3 separate regions of the Pan troglodytes genome follow, and regions 2 and 3 are each linked to region 1. A link is a contact called in public Hi-C data. All regions are on one chromosome and are shown on one strand. Each heading gives the region's core, a stretch centred on a gene start, on an enhancer-like site or on the middle of the called end of the contact. The rest is flanking DNA. Distances are from core to core; before and after follow the strand shown. Region 1 has its middle 340 kb from the start of NOCT. Region 2 has its middle 200 kb from the start of PCDH18. Region 3 has its middle 290 kb from the start of PCDH18.

Region 1 (3,990 bases), core at 657-3,156:
GATGCCCCCCTCACACCCTCACCTTTCCCATGGCCTTCCATGACTAGGATGCACTTTTCTCTTCCATTTTTTTTTCACAACAAAATGAGTTCTGGTTCATCTAGTAGATATGCAGATGAGGAAGTCCATTTTAGTGGATTTTCTGTCCATTTTAAAACCAATTTCTGTGTCAATTGCCTACTATTTGCAAAATCATGAGGATCAGAAGAAATGTTAAACAAAGTGGTTGCCAAGCCAGTTAACATGAGCACATTTTATCATTCCAATGTACTCTGTGATGAATCCTTAATAATCTTTCCTTAAGGGAAAGATTATTCTTATAATATTGAATTATTATTATATTGATTATTATCTTAAGATGTTCAATATTATCAGTTATTTCACTAGGGGTTGGCACCCATAGCTATAAAGTATGTGTCAGATTCTTATTACACCCAATAATATCACTAACTTTGAGTGTTTGGCCACTGCTGTATTGTCAGTTTTTGAAAATGGAAAATGACAGTCACAATTTCTTTCAGAAAGGATTTGGAGACTGTATTAGTTTTCTCTTGCTGCTGTAACAAAGTGGTTTAAAACAACACAGATTTATTATCTTATGGTTTTGGAGGTCCAAAGTCCACAATGGAACTTAACTTGCTAAAATCAAGCTGTCAACAGGGCTGTTCCTTCTGGGGCTCTAGAGGAGAATCTGTTTCTTTGCCATTTCCACCTTCTAGTGGCTGTTCAGATCCCTTAGGGGAGACTGCTTCTATCTTGAAAGCCAGCAATGGCACTGTTCCTACTTCTGCTCCTGTCATGGCCTCTCCTTCTCTGACTGAGTCTCCTGCCTTCATTTTAGAAGGACCCTCGTGATTACCGTTAAACTCACATATATGATCCAGGGTAATCTCCTCATCTCAAGGTCCTTACCTTAACCACACTCGTAAAGCCCTTATGCCATGTAAGGCAACATATTCACAGGTTCCAGGGATTAGCACGCCGACATCTTTAGGGAGGCCGTTATTTTCTCTACCACAGGAACAAAAGGCAAAAGTAGACTAGAAGATCAGTTTTTATGAATAAGCAACACCAGTACACTTTTGGATGCTTTTTATTTTTTCTTTGAAACAGTTGTTTTCAGTTCCATACGGGCTTGAAAATGGCAAAAACATTAATTGAATTCCTGTTCAACTGTACGGTTTGTGATTTATTTCGTGTGTATGAAGTACGGTAGCTTTGTTTGGATGAAAAATTTACTTTCTAATCTTCTTTTAAAGGTCAAGTGGCAAAGAGGACTGGTTTTAAATGCAAGTTATCCACATGGAGCAATTAAGGAGAGATATAAAGTGGTATAGATTTTAACATGTGACATGGGCCAGATACAAGCGGAGGAGAATTGACTAAGATATTAGCTGATTTAGGAAAATTTAAATCCTGCCTTTGGGAGCACACTTGGATTAATATATATTTATTGTAATTCATTAAAAAGTCCTTCTCTTCTAAGCTATTTTATCATTACATTTGCAATTTGCTTCTCTTTGCAGCCAGACATAAACACCAAGAGCCAATCTCAGAGGTAAATTCTTGCCTCAGCCTCCTTTTTGCTGTCAGTGGGCGGTGTTGACTTAGAGCCCACTTTCAGAGATGTATTGAAATTCCATATTAAGTTAAAGGATGCTTTGTAATGTTCGATCTCTCTCCCAGAACAAACAGACCTGACACGGTCCAGGTATCCCTCCCTCTCTTCCTGATGTCATTTGTGCTTTCAGATCTTCCCTTGCAGAAATTGCTCTTGGTCATCAGCTTGACCATTGGGACATTTCCAGATTTCCACTGTAACCTGATTCCCCTGTGGTGTAGGAGGGAGGGAGATTTCAAAGGTGTCTCGGGAGATTCCGGCCTGGTGGAGCGGAGGCGCTGCCCTCCCCGTGTGTAGGTTGTGAAACCTTCGGGATCTGCTTCTCTTTCTCTTTCTGCTGGTGACTGAGGGATGCTGGGTGGATCAGGCGGAGCAGGCAGACCCTCTTTAAGCCGCATGCCGATTCCTTTAGGCAGAAACACAAGCCTTTCTCCATCCCGCGCCCTCTCCTCCTGTGGTGCATTCAGGCGATAAAGGGGAACAATGAAATGCAACCTGTTGGTGCTGGCATCTGCTCAACGGCTGTAGCCTGTGTGGAGGCAGCTGACTGTGCTGGCACCTCTGCCTGGGCTTGGCAAGACCAGAGCACACACCATTCTCACCACAGCCTGGAACGGGACCCGATGACAAGTGGTTATAAAATGATGATAGAGAGAGGCAGGAATCATGGCCCAGGAGAGGGAGGGGAGCAGGAGGCAGCACCAAGAACAGCCATGCAGTTTAGAAGAGGTGAAAAACAGGGAAATGTTAGTTGCTTGCATTTTTTTGTTGCCTGCTTGCTTGCTTTCTCTTTTTCTTTCTTTTCTTTCTCTTTCTTTCTTTTCTCTTTCTTTCCTTCTTTCCTTCCTTCCTTGTTTCTTTCTTCTTTCTTTCTCTCTTTTTCTCTCTTTTGCTTGTTTTAGTCAGGTTGTTCTTGTGAGTGCAGAAATCTGTGTAGTAATCTTAAGGCTGTCTTCTCCTCTGATTTAGTGGATGCTTCTGTTTAATGAATCACTTCATGCTACTTACTGATGGGGCTTTCAAAGGAATGGCTTTGGGGTAACAAGTACAATTAGAAATTATCATCAGCAATTACAAGTGATACTCTTGATTTTTGTTGGCTGTGATCATTGTTTATTGGTTGGGCAGGGCCTTTCCATTATCAGAAATATCCCTTTAATTTTGGAGAAAATCAAGGAAAAGCATTAATTGATATGTTTATTTTTTATAGCTTTATAATGTTTGAGAAGTTCTGAATAGGAAATCTTCTCAATGGAAATTTAAAATTCTATTAAGTGTTACTCAATGGCTCTCAAAATTCAGTGTGCACATTACCCGAGGAGCCTGGAAAATGCAGAATTCTGGGTCCTATCCCCAGAGTTTTGAATTCAATAGATTTGGGTGGAGTCTCCAAATTTGCCTTTTAAACAAACTTCCAAGTTACCCTGATGCAGGTGGTAGGGATCATGGTTTGCAGGAAACTAGATCATATGCCTGGACTTCTCAGCTAATTATGTCCTGATTAGCTCTACGGCCAACCCCTCCCCACGTGTTTTCATTTGATATAATTTTCTCTAAGCTAGTTGTTGTGTTTTCATGCATTTCTGGAAGGAGGCTTCTGATAGTGCGGTGTATCACCTGCATTGTTATTTTCAGAGCTTTTGGTCTTAGGTTTATTCCCAGTACAAAGATTGAAGGATGATCTGAAATCAAATACATTTGTCTGGGAGTGGAATGTCTGTCAGACCCAGGCATTGATTTCCTTGAGCTTGAGTTCTCAGTAAATGTCTTTCCAGTGAGAATTCCAATCAGAATTCTAAAGGTTATATGAAATAGGCTTGATTTCTGGGCTTCCTCCAGGGAGATTGCTTAATTTTTATAAGCAAAATTAACTCACCACCACGGCTTGTTTTGTAATCAGCACACAGTTCATATTTTAGGATAAAATGCTCTGTTGATTAGTGTGTGAAACAGGTGATCCAGAAAATATCTCTGTGCTGAGAATCTTTAAGGAAGAAATATTTGCACTCCAGAGGATGAAAAGATAGCAAAACGAAATCTAGGCAGAACTAGGAGAGATGCCCGATTTCTACAGGTGCTCTCACACTATTCGACCACCAGGGGGCAGCATTGCACTTTGTTTGGAAAACGGTCTCTGTGGCAAGCAGCCCTTTAAAGGAAAATAACATCTAAGTGAGCAAAGCTAAAAACCAGAACATTAGCAAGAACCAGAAAACCAACAACACAGAACCCAAACTCTCTTTGTTATAACATGCCGTCTTTGCTTTTCTTGGTACACGGGTTTTAATATTGTAGTATTAAGACTCTCCAGGGCATACTTTATCGGTCCATTAATACATACTTAGGGGTGGTGGATGATTCAGTGAGAT
Region 2 (3,990 bases), core at 1,024-3,523, 950 kb after region 1:
AAAACATTGTCGTGCAACTTGGTTTCCAGCTCAGCTACAGTAAAATAAAGCACTAGGCAGATTTCTGAAGGCCCTAATTCCAGGTCTGAGCTCCTGAATGACATTTTTAGACCCACACTGGGACAGAAGGGAATCTGCTATCCTGAAGGGAAGGATCCATTTCTGGCTGGATTCACCATCTACTGACAAAAGAGCCCCTGGTCGTGGAATAAACATCAGCAGTAGCCAGGTAGTAGTCATCATGGGCCTTGGACAAGACCCAGTACTGTGCTGCCCTCGGGGATGACCCAGCACACTCCCAGCTGTGGTGGCCACAGAATTGCCCTCCCCCAACTCCAGGCAGCCTAACATGAAGAGAAATTCCTTCTGATTAGGTGAAAGAGAGGAAAGGGAGTGAGAGTCTTTGCTTAGTAATTCCCTTAGTAACCCAGGGAATTTTTTCTTTTTAAAAAAAATTAAGTTCTGGGATATATGTGCTGAACATGCAAGTTTGTTACATAGGCATACACGTGCCGTGGTGGTTTGCTACACCTATCCACCCGTCATCTAGGTTTTAAACCCGGCATGCGTTAGGTATTTGTTATAATACTCTCCCTTCCCTTTTCCCCGACAGGCCCCGCTGTGTAACTGTGTCTGGAATTGGTGGGTTCTTGGTCTCACCGACTTCAAGAATGAAGCCGTGGACCCTCGTGGTGAGTGTTACAGCTCTTAAGGTGGCGCTCCTGGAGTTTGTTCCTTCTGATGTTCAGATATGTTCGGAGTTTCTTCCTTCTGGTGGGTTCGTGGTCTCGCTGGCTCAGGAGTGAAGTTGCAGACCTTGGCGGTGAGTGTTAAGAGCTCTTAAGGTAGTGCGTCTGGAGTTGTTCCTTCCTCCCGGTGGGCTCGTGGTCTCGCTGGCTTCAGGAGTGAAGCTGTAGATCTTCGCGGTGAGTGTTACAGCTCATAAAAGCAGTGTGGACTCAAAGAGTCAGCAGTAGCAAGATTTATTGCAAAGAGCAAAAGAACAAAGCTTCCACAGTGTGGAAGGGGACCCGAGCGGGTTGCCACTGCGGGCTGGGGCAGCCTGCTTTTATTCTCTTATCTGGCCCCACCCATGTCCTGCTGATTGGTAGAGCCTCGTGGTCTGTTTTGACAGGGCGCTGATTGGTGCGTTTACAATCCCTGAGCTAGACACAAAGGTTCTCCACATCCCCACCAGATTAGTTAGATACAGAGTATGGACACATAGGTTCTCCAGGGCCCCACCAGAGTAGCTAGATACAGAGTGTCGATTGGTGCACTCACAAACCCTGAGCTAGACACAGGGTGCTGATTGGTGTGTTTACAAACCTTGAGCTAGATATAGAGTGCCGATTGGTGTATTTACAATCCCTGAGCTAGACATAAAGGTTCTCCACGTCCCCACCAGACTCAGGAGCCCAGCTGGCTTCACCCAGTGGATCCCACATTGGGGCTGCAGGTGGAGCTGCCTGCCAGTCCCGAGCCCGGCGCCGGCACTCCTCAGCCCTTGGGCGGTCGATTGGACTCGGCGCCGTGGAGCAGGGGGTGGCACTCGTTGGGGAGGCTCCAGCCGCATAGGAGCCCATGGAGGGGGTGGGAGGCTCAGGCATGGCGTGCTGCAAGTCCCTGCCCCGCGGGAAGGCAGCCAAGGCCCGGTGAGAAATCGAGTGCAGCGCCGGCGGGCTGGCACTGCTGGGAGACCCAGTACACCCTCCGCAGCCGCTGGCCCGGGTGCTAAGCCCCTCATTGCCCGGGGCCGGCAGGGCCGACCAGCTGCTCCGAGTGTGGGGCCGCCAAGCTCACGCCCACCCAGAACTCCAGCTGGCCGGCAAGCGCCGCGCGCAGCCCCGTCTCCCGCTGGCGCCTCTCCCTCCACACCTTCCTGCAAGCTAACTGAGTGGGCTCCGGCCTTGGCCAGCCCAGAAAGAGGCTCCCACAGTGCATCGGCGGGCTGAAGGGCTCCTCAAGTGCCGCCAAAGTGGGAGCCCAGGCAGAGGAGGCGCCGAGAGCGAGCGAGGGCTGTGAGGACTGCCAGCAGCTGTCACCTCTCATAATGTTCGCCTCCCTGTATCCATGTGTTCTCATTGTTCAACTCCCACTTATGAGTGAGAACATGCGATGTTTGGTTTTCTGTTACTGTGTTAGTTTGCTGAGGATGATGGTTTCCAAAAAATATGGAAGGCTTCACGAATTTTCTTTCTTATCTTACTCAAGCCTGCCGCTCCCTCTAGGAGTCCCTTAAGGGTGCAGCATTCCTGAGCTTAGGGAGCCCTCTAGTGCTGATATGGATGCAATGACCACGGGCTTAGATCACAGCACTCAACCCCTTCTAAACACATGGAAAGCCTTTTCAAGGACCAATACAAACAAGCCCAGAATCTCAAGATCAAAATAAATACCTATCTCTTCAATGCCTAGACATTGACAAATGTCCACAAGCATTAAGAATATGAAAGGAGGCCGGGCGCGGTGGCTCACGCCTGTAATCCCAGCACTTTGGGAGGCCGAGACGGGCGGATCACGAGGTCAGGAGATGGAGACCATCCTGGCTAACACGGTGAAACCCCATCTCTACTAAAAATACAAAAAAAATTAGCCGGGCGTGGTGGCGGGCACCTGTAGTCCCAGCTACTCGCGAGGCTGAGGCAGGAGAGTGGCGTGAACCCAGGAGGCGGAGCTTGCAGTGAGCCGAGATCACGCCACTGCACTCCAGCCTGGGAGACAGAGTGAGATTCCGTTTCAAAAAACAAAACAAAAAACAAAAAACAAAAAAAACAAAACAAAACAAAAAAGAATTTGAAAGGAAACATGACATCTCCAAATAAAAGCACCAGTGAGCAATCTTAGAGTGTTAGAGATATGTGACCTTTCAGACAGAGAATTCAAAATAGCTGTCTATAGGAAGGTCAGTGAACTTGAAAATAACACAGATAATTTAGAATTCTATCAGAGAAACACAACAAAAAGACTGGAATAATAATTTTTAAAAATCAAGCAGAAATTCTGGAACTAAAAATTGAATTGACAAACTGAAAAATACATCAGTCTCCTAAAAGCAGAATTGACTAAGCATAAGAAATAGCAAACTTGAAGGCAGGCTATATGAAAATACACAGACAGAAAAGAAAAAAAAATAAAGACACACAACTACAAGATCTAGAAAAAAAGCCTCAAAGGGGAAAATCTAAGAGTGATTGGCTTTATAGAAATTGGAGAGAGAGAGTGAGAGAGAGATCAAAGTAGAAAATTTATTCAAAGAAATAATAACAGAGAACTTTCCAAGCCTAGAGAGAGAGATGAATATTTGTGTCCTGTAAGTTTATAGAACATCAAGCAGGTTCAACCGAGATAAAACCACCTCAAGCCATAAAATAATAAAACTGTCAAAGGTCAAGGATAAAGAATGGACACTAAAAGCTTTAAAAGAAAATAAGGAAATGCCATATAAAAGAGCTCCCATATGTCTGGTAGTAGTCTTATCAGTGGAAACTTTACAGGTGAATAGAGAGTGGGATGACATATTAAGAGTGCAGGGGAAATAAAATCCAACCTAGAACATTATGTCCAGCAAAATGATCCGTAAAACATGAAGGAGAAATAGGCTTTCCCAGACAAATAAAAGCTGAGGGATTTCAACACCAGACCTGTCTTATAAGAAATGCTAAAGGGAGTTCTTCAATCAGAAAGAAAATGATGCTAATTAACAAAAAGAAATAATCTGAATATAGAAATCTCCCTGGTAGTAGTAAGTATACAAAAAAGACAGACTATCCTAACACTGTAATTGTGGTGTGTAAACAAACCACTTATATCTTTAGTAAAAAAAGTAAATAAAAGGCAAACCTATCAAAAATAATAATTACAACTTTTTAAGATATAGAGAGTATGAAAAGATACATATAGAAACAATCAAACGTCAAAAAGAAGGGTGAATGGAATTAAAGAGTAGACTTTTTTTAGTGTTCTCTTTGCTTCTTTGCTTGTTTTCCT
Region 3 (3,990 bases), core at 986-3,485, 860 kb after region 1:
TTTGACATTCTGAGTGTCCATGATAAGATGATAGTCAAGCTTTTGGAAAGATAAAACTTGAATATTTTATCTTCAAATATATGTGCAATATGTTTCTACATGAAATAAATAATGCAAATATCAGGAATTAACTTAAAATTAAGCTATTTGTAGGATTTATTTTAAGAAAAAATATACCTTTGTCTGATTGATATAGACTATTAATTGACTTGGTTTAAAATACTACTGTCCCTCTGAAGATAGGGTTAAATTTTAGCTGGATACAAAATAGATGAAACACTGTGGAAAGTTATTTTGAACAACCAGCCTATATTTATGCATGATAATTATTTATACACTTGATATTTAGTAATGCAAAATAATAAGAAATCGAATGCCAGTGCTTTAGATTGATGTCAGCTGTATTGTGTACCCTTAAAAAAGTCAGACTTACTAGAAGCATATTTTAAATGTGTTGTTTTTAAGTAAATATATGCACATTTCTTTATTCACTAAGCTTGCCTAGTCTTATTAATTCAAAACTATGTAAATTATTGTTAAATAATTTAATATCTTCATATTTGATTTATTTTCTTTATATTGCATCCACCCTGTCTTTGATGGGATATAGCTTACCTTGCTAAAACTGACAAAATTCAATCATTTTAATTAACTTCTCTTATTTTTATTTTCCCTCAATCACAGAAATCCTTGAAAATGGCTTTAGGAATATATTGAAATTGTTCTTTAAAAACTCAGTTAGGTCTGTCTGTTGTATACATGTATACAGGTTGCCAAAAGGAATTTACTACAATGTAACTGAAAGTTGGTATAATTTGTCCGTTCTTCTTTTAACTCAATATTTCTGATTTTGTGCCTGCAGTATAATTTTGTAGATTAAAACATCAAAATCCTCGTTTTAATTACTTCAAACAGATAAAAGTAGCACAATTTATTTATTATTAAGGAAAAATACATTTTCCTTAAAAATAATTAGAATGCTATATTTATTCTGAGTCTGAGTCTAAAAATGAATCATAGCTATTAGCATGAGCATTGAAGAAAATTAGGAATAAACTATTTTGGAAAAGCCTCTATAAACAGGATATGCTTTCTGCTATGCTCTGTATACTCTGTTTCTTTAAGGATCCATTTCACCCCACATGTACATACTCCCTGAAGCTATAATTTATGATGGAGGGTGAATATAAGACCAATGAGCAGTTTGATTATGATGAAAGAGGAGTAAGAGGGAAGAGTACATGCATGGGCACTGAGCTCAGCGTTCCTAATGAGAAGGAGAGAGAAGGGATCAGACTCACCAACAAAAATGAGCACAATAAAAAGATTTGGTATAATCCAAGAATCAGTTTCCTTTACTTCATGATTTTGCTGAGGGAAAAGCATGAGAAAGTCCTATTTACCACTCTTATTAATTGAATTGTATTCCTTTCAAATGATATGCTGAAGCCCTAAACCCCAGAACCTGAGTATGTGACCTTATTTGGAAACAGTGTCATTGCAGATTTAACCAAGTTAAGATGAGGTCACTAAGGTGGCTTTTAATCCAATATGACTATTGTCCTTATACAAAGAGAAAATTCGGACCCAGAGGCAGAAATGCACAGGGAAAAGACGATATGAAGACACAGAGAAAAAATAGCCATGCGATTGGAGTGATACATCTATCTACAAGCGGATAAACTCTAAAGATTGCTGATAAACCAGAAGCTAGAGGTAAGGAAGTATTCTTTTCAGTCACAGAGCAGTTATGGCCCTGCTGATACCTCAATTTTAGGCATTAGTCTTTAGAACTGTAAGGCATTAAATTTTTGTTTTTTAAAACCACTGTTTTGGCACAGATCTAGCAAACTAATATTTTTTAGTTTCTAAATCATCTTCATGATGACTTACATATTTTTCAGTTTTCACTGTGCTTTTACTCTATGCCTCAGCTCTTAACAGATAACCATGCATTCACTAGTTTTCAAAAAGCCCATTTCATTTGTATCACCATCAATTCAAAGGATAGGAATTTATATTACATAAAGGTAAAGAAAAACATGTTATGGTAAAAATAAAATTATTTCTAATGAAAATAAATTATTTTTATACACATGTTTAGTTAAGATAGCTATGTATTAAAAACTAAAATACACTCAGCTTCCTCACTATCCTGGGTCTCTTCACAGGAAACTCTCTTTTGCCTTGACCTACAGGAGTGCCTGTAGTGAGTGCCTGCAGGACTAAAGCACTTGAGACCAGCTAGAGACAAAGAATGGGGATGGGGCTAGCAGTAGCCAGAATGTCAGTATGGCTGCTCTCCATTCTCACCAGAGGAAACACAAAATCAGAGAGGCTGTTGAGCAATGCCATGTTTCAGGAAGAATGGTCCATGGGTTGTGTAGGCATGATTCCCTAGCTGGTGTTTCCACATAGCTCAGGTAACTTTCTTGGGTCTCCTCTAGGCCTATCCAAGTTAAATGCTATGCCAACCTCAGAGCCCACAGTACACTTGCAGCAAACCTGGGTTTAGAGCTCCATCTAGTGCTGAAGAAAAGGCAGTAATCTCAAACTAAGAAACACTATATCAATCAGCACAGTATGTCTAGACAGAATATAATAAAAAGTTGGACACAAAGCCTATAGCAAAGACTGGAACAAATAGTTTTTAAATTTTTAAATCCATAGACATTGATATATATCCATAAGCGTCAAGAGCAATCAGGAAAATATGACCTCATCAAATGGACAAAACAGGATACCAATGACCATAAAGAAGTGGAAATATGTGAACACTCAGACTAGGAATTCAAAATAGCCGTTTAAAGGAAAGTCAATAAACTCCAAGAAAACACAGAAATAATTCAGAACTTTAAAAATTTAAGAAAGTAATTGAAATTATTAAAAAATCAAATAGACATCAAATAGCTGAAAGATACATTGAACAAACTGAAAAATGCAACAGAGAACATCAACAGCAGAATTGATCAAGCAGAAGAATCCATGAATGCAGAGACAGCCTATTTGAAAACACAGAAGAGGAAAAAGAAAAAATAATAAAAAGGAATTAAATCTTAAGATATCTATGGGACAACATCTAAAGAGAAAATGTACTAGTCACTGGTATTCAAGAATAAGTGAGGATGACAAAGGGGTAGAAGGATTATTCAAAGAAATAACAAGCAGGAAACTTTCCAAATGTGGAGAAATAAATATCCAGGTATAGATAGGTCAAAGATCACCAGTCAGATTCAACCCAAATAACCCTACTGCAAAGCATAAAATAATCAAACTCTCAAAAGTCACAGACGATGAGTAGATCCTAATACTAGCAAAAGAAAATAATCAAATAACATAAAAGGAAGTTTGAATATTCTTGGAAGCAGACTTCTCAGCAGATACCTTAGAGGACAGGAGGAAGTAAGATGGTATTTTCAAAGTGCTGAAGAAAAAACAAACAAACAAGCAAACAAACAAACAAAACCTCCTAATCAAGAATACTGTACCCAGCAAAGCTATTCCTCAAACATGAAGGAGAAGTAAAGACTTCCCCAGACAAACAAAGCTAATGGAATTCATCACCACCCAACCTGTCTTACAAGAAATTCTAAAGGGAGTTCTTCAACCTGAAACAAATGGATGCTAACCTATAACACAAAAGCAGCTGAAAGTATGAAGATCGCTGGTAAAAGTCAGTACACAGATAAATTCAGAATTTTTTAATATTACAATCATGGCATGTAAACTATATATATAGTTTCTATATGGTATATATATAGTATATATATTTCACTCATACACTATATTTACACATATGAAGATAAGACAAAACTTAAAACTAATAACTATAATAACTTATTAAAAATAGACAACATTAAAAGATATAAATTCTGACATCCAAAATTCAAAATGGGGGAGAATGGAGTAAAAATGCAGATTTTTGCACTTTGGGAGGCTGAGGTGGGCGAATCATCTGAAGTCAGGAGTTTGAGACCAGCCTGGCCAACA

Evidence for each region. A called contact is a pair of places that touch in the nucleus more often than the background predicts.
Region 2: a Hi-C map of induced pluripotent stem cells shows a contact between it and region 1, with 2.8 times the contacts expected there. The contact joins two enhancer-like sites. A contact is called at or near these places in 2 of 7 Hi-C or Micro-C datasets (both in induced pluripotent stem cells).
Region 3: a contact with region 1 is called in a Hi-C map of induced pluripotent stem cells, with 3 times the contacts expected there. The contact joins two enhancer-like sites. A contact is called at or near these places in 3 of 7 Hi-C or Micro-C datasets (induced pluripotent stem cells and stem cell-derived neural progenitor cells).

What each region holds. Positions count from the first base shown.
Region 1 is chr3:140,130,742-140,134,731 of NHGRI_mPanTro3-v2.0_pri, reverse strand. No RefSeq gene overlaps it. Among named protein-coding and RNA genes, the nearest start is that of NOCT, 340 kb to the left of the region's middle. Within about 2 kb of position 1,906, at least 11 of the 24 cell types and tissues checked have an H3K27ac peak or open chromatin away from gene starts, as enhancers often do. A contact at or near this core is called in induced pluripotent stem cells, where this site is marked.
Region 2 is chr3:139,184,919-139,188,908 of NHGRI_mPanTro3-v2.0_pri, reverse strand. No RefSeq gene overlaps it. Among named protein-coding and RNA genes, the nearest start is that of PCDH18, 200 kb to the right of the region's middle. Within about 2 kb of position 2,273, at least 2 of the 24 cell types and tissues checked have an H3K27ac peak or open chromatin away from gene starts, as enhancers often do. A contact at or near this core is called in induced pluripotent stem cells, where this site is marked.
Region 3 is chr3:139,271,871-139,275,860 of NHGRI_mPanTro3-v2.0_pri, reverse strand. No RefSeq gene overlaps it. Among named protein-coding and RNA genes, the nearest start is that of PCDH18, 290 kb to the right of the region's middle. Within about 2 kb of position 2,235, at least 1 of the 24 cell types and tissues checked has an H3K27ac peak or open chromatin away from gene starts, as enhancers often do. A contact at or near this core is called in induced pluripotent stem cells, where this site is marked.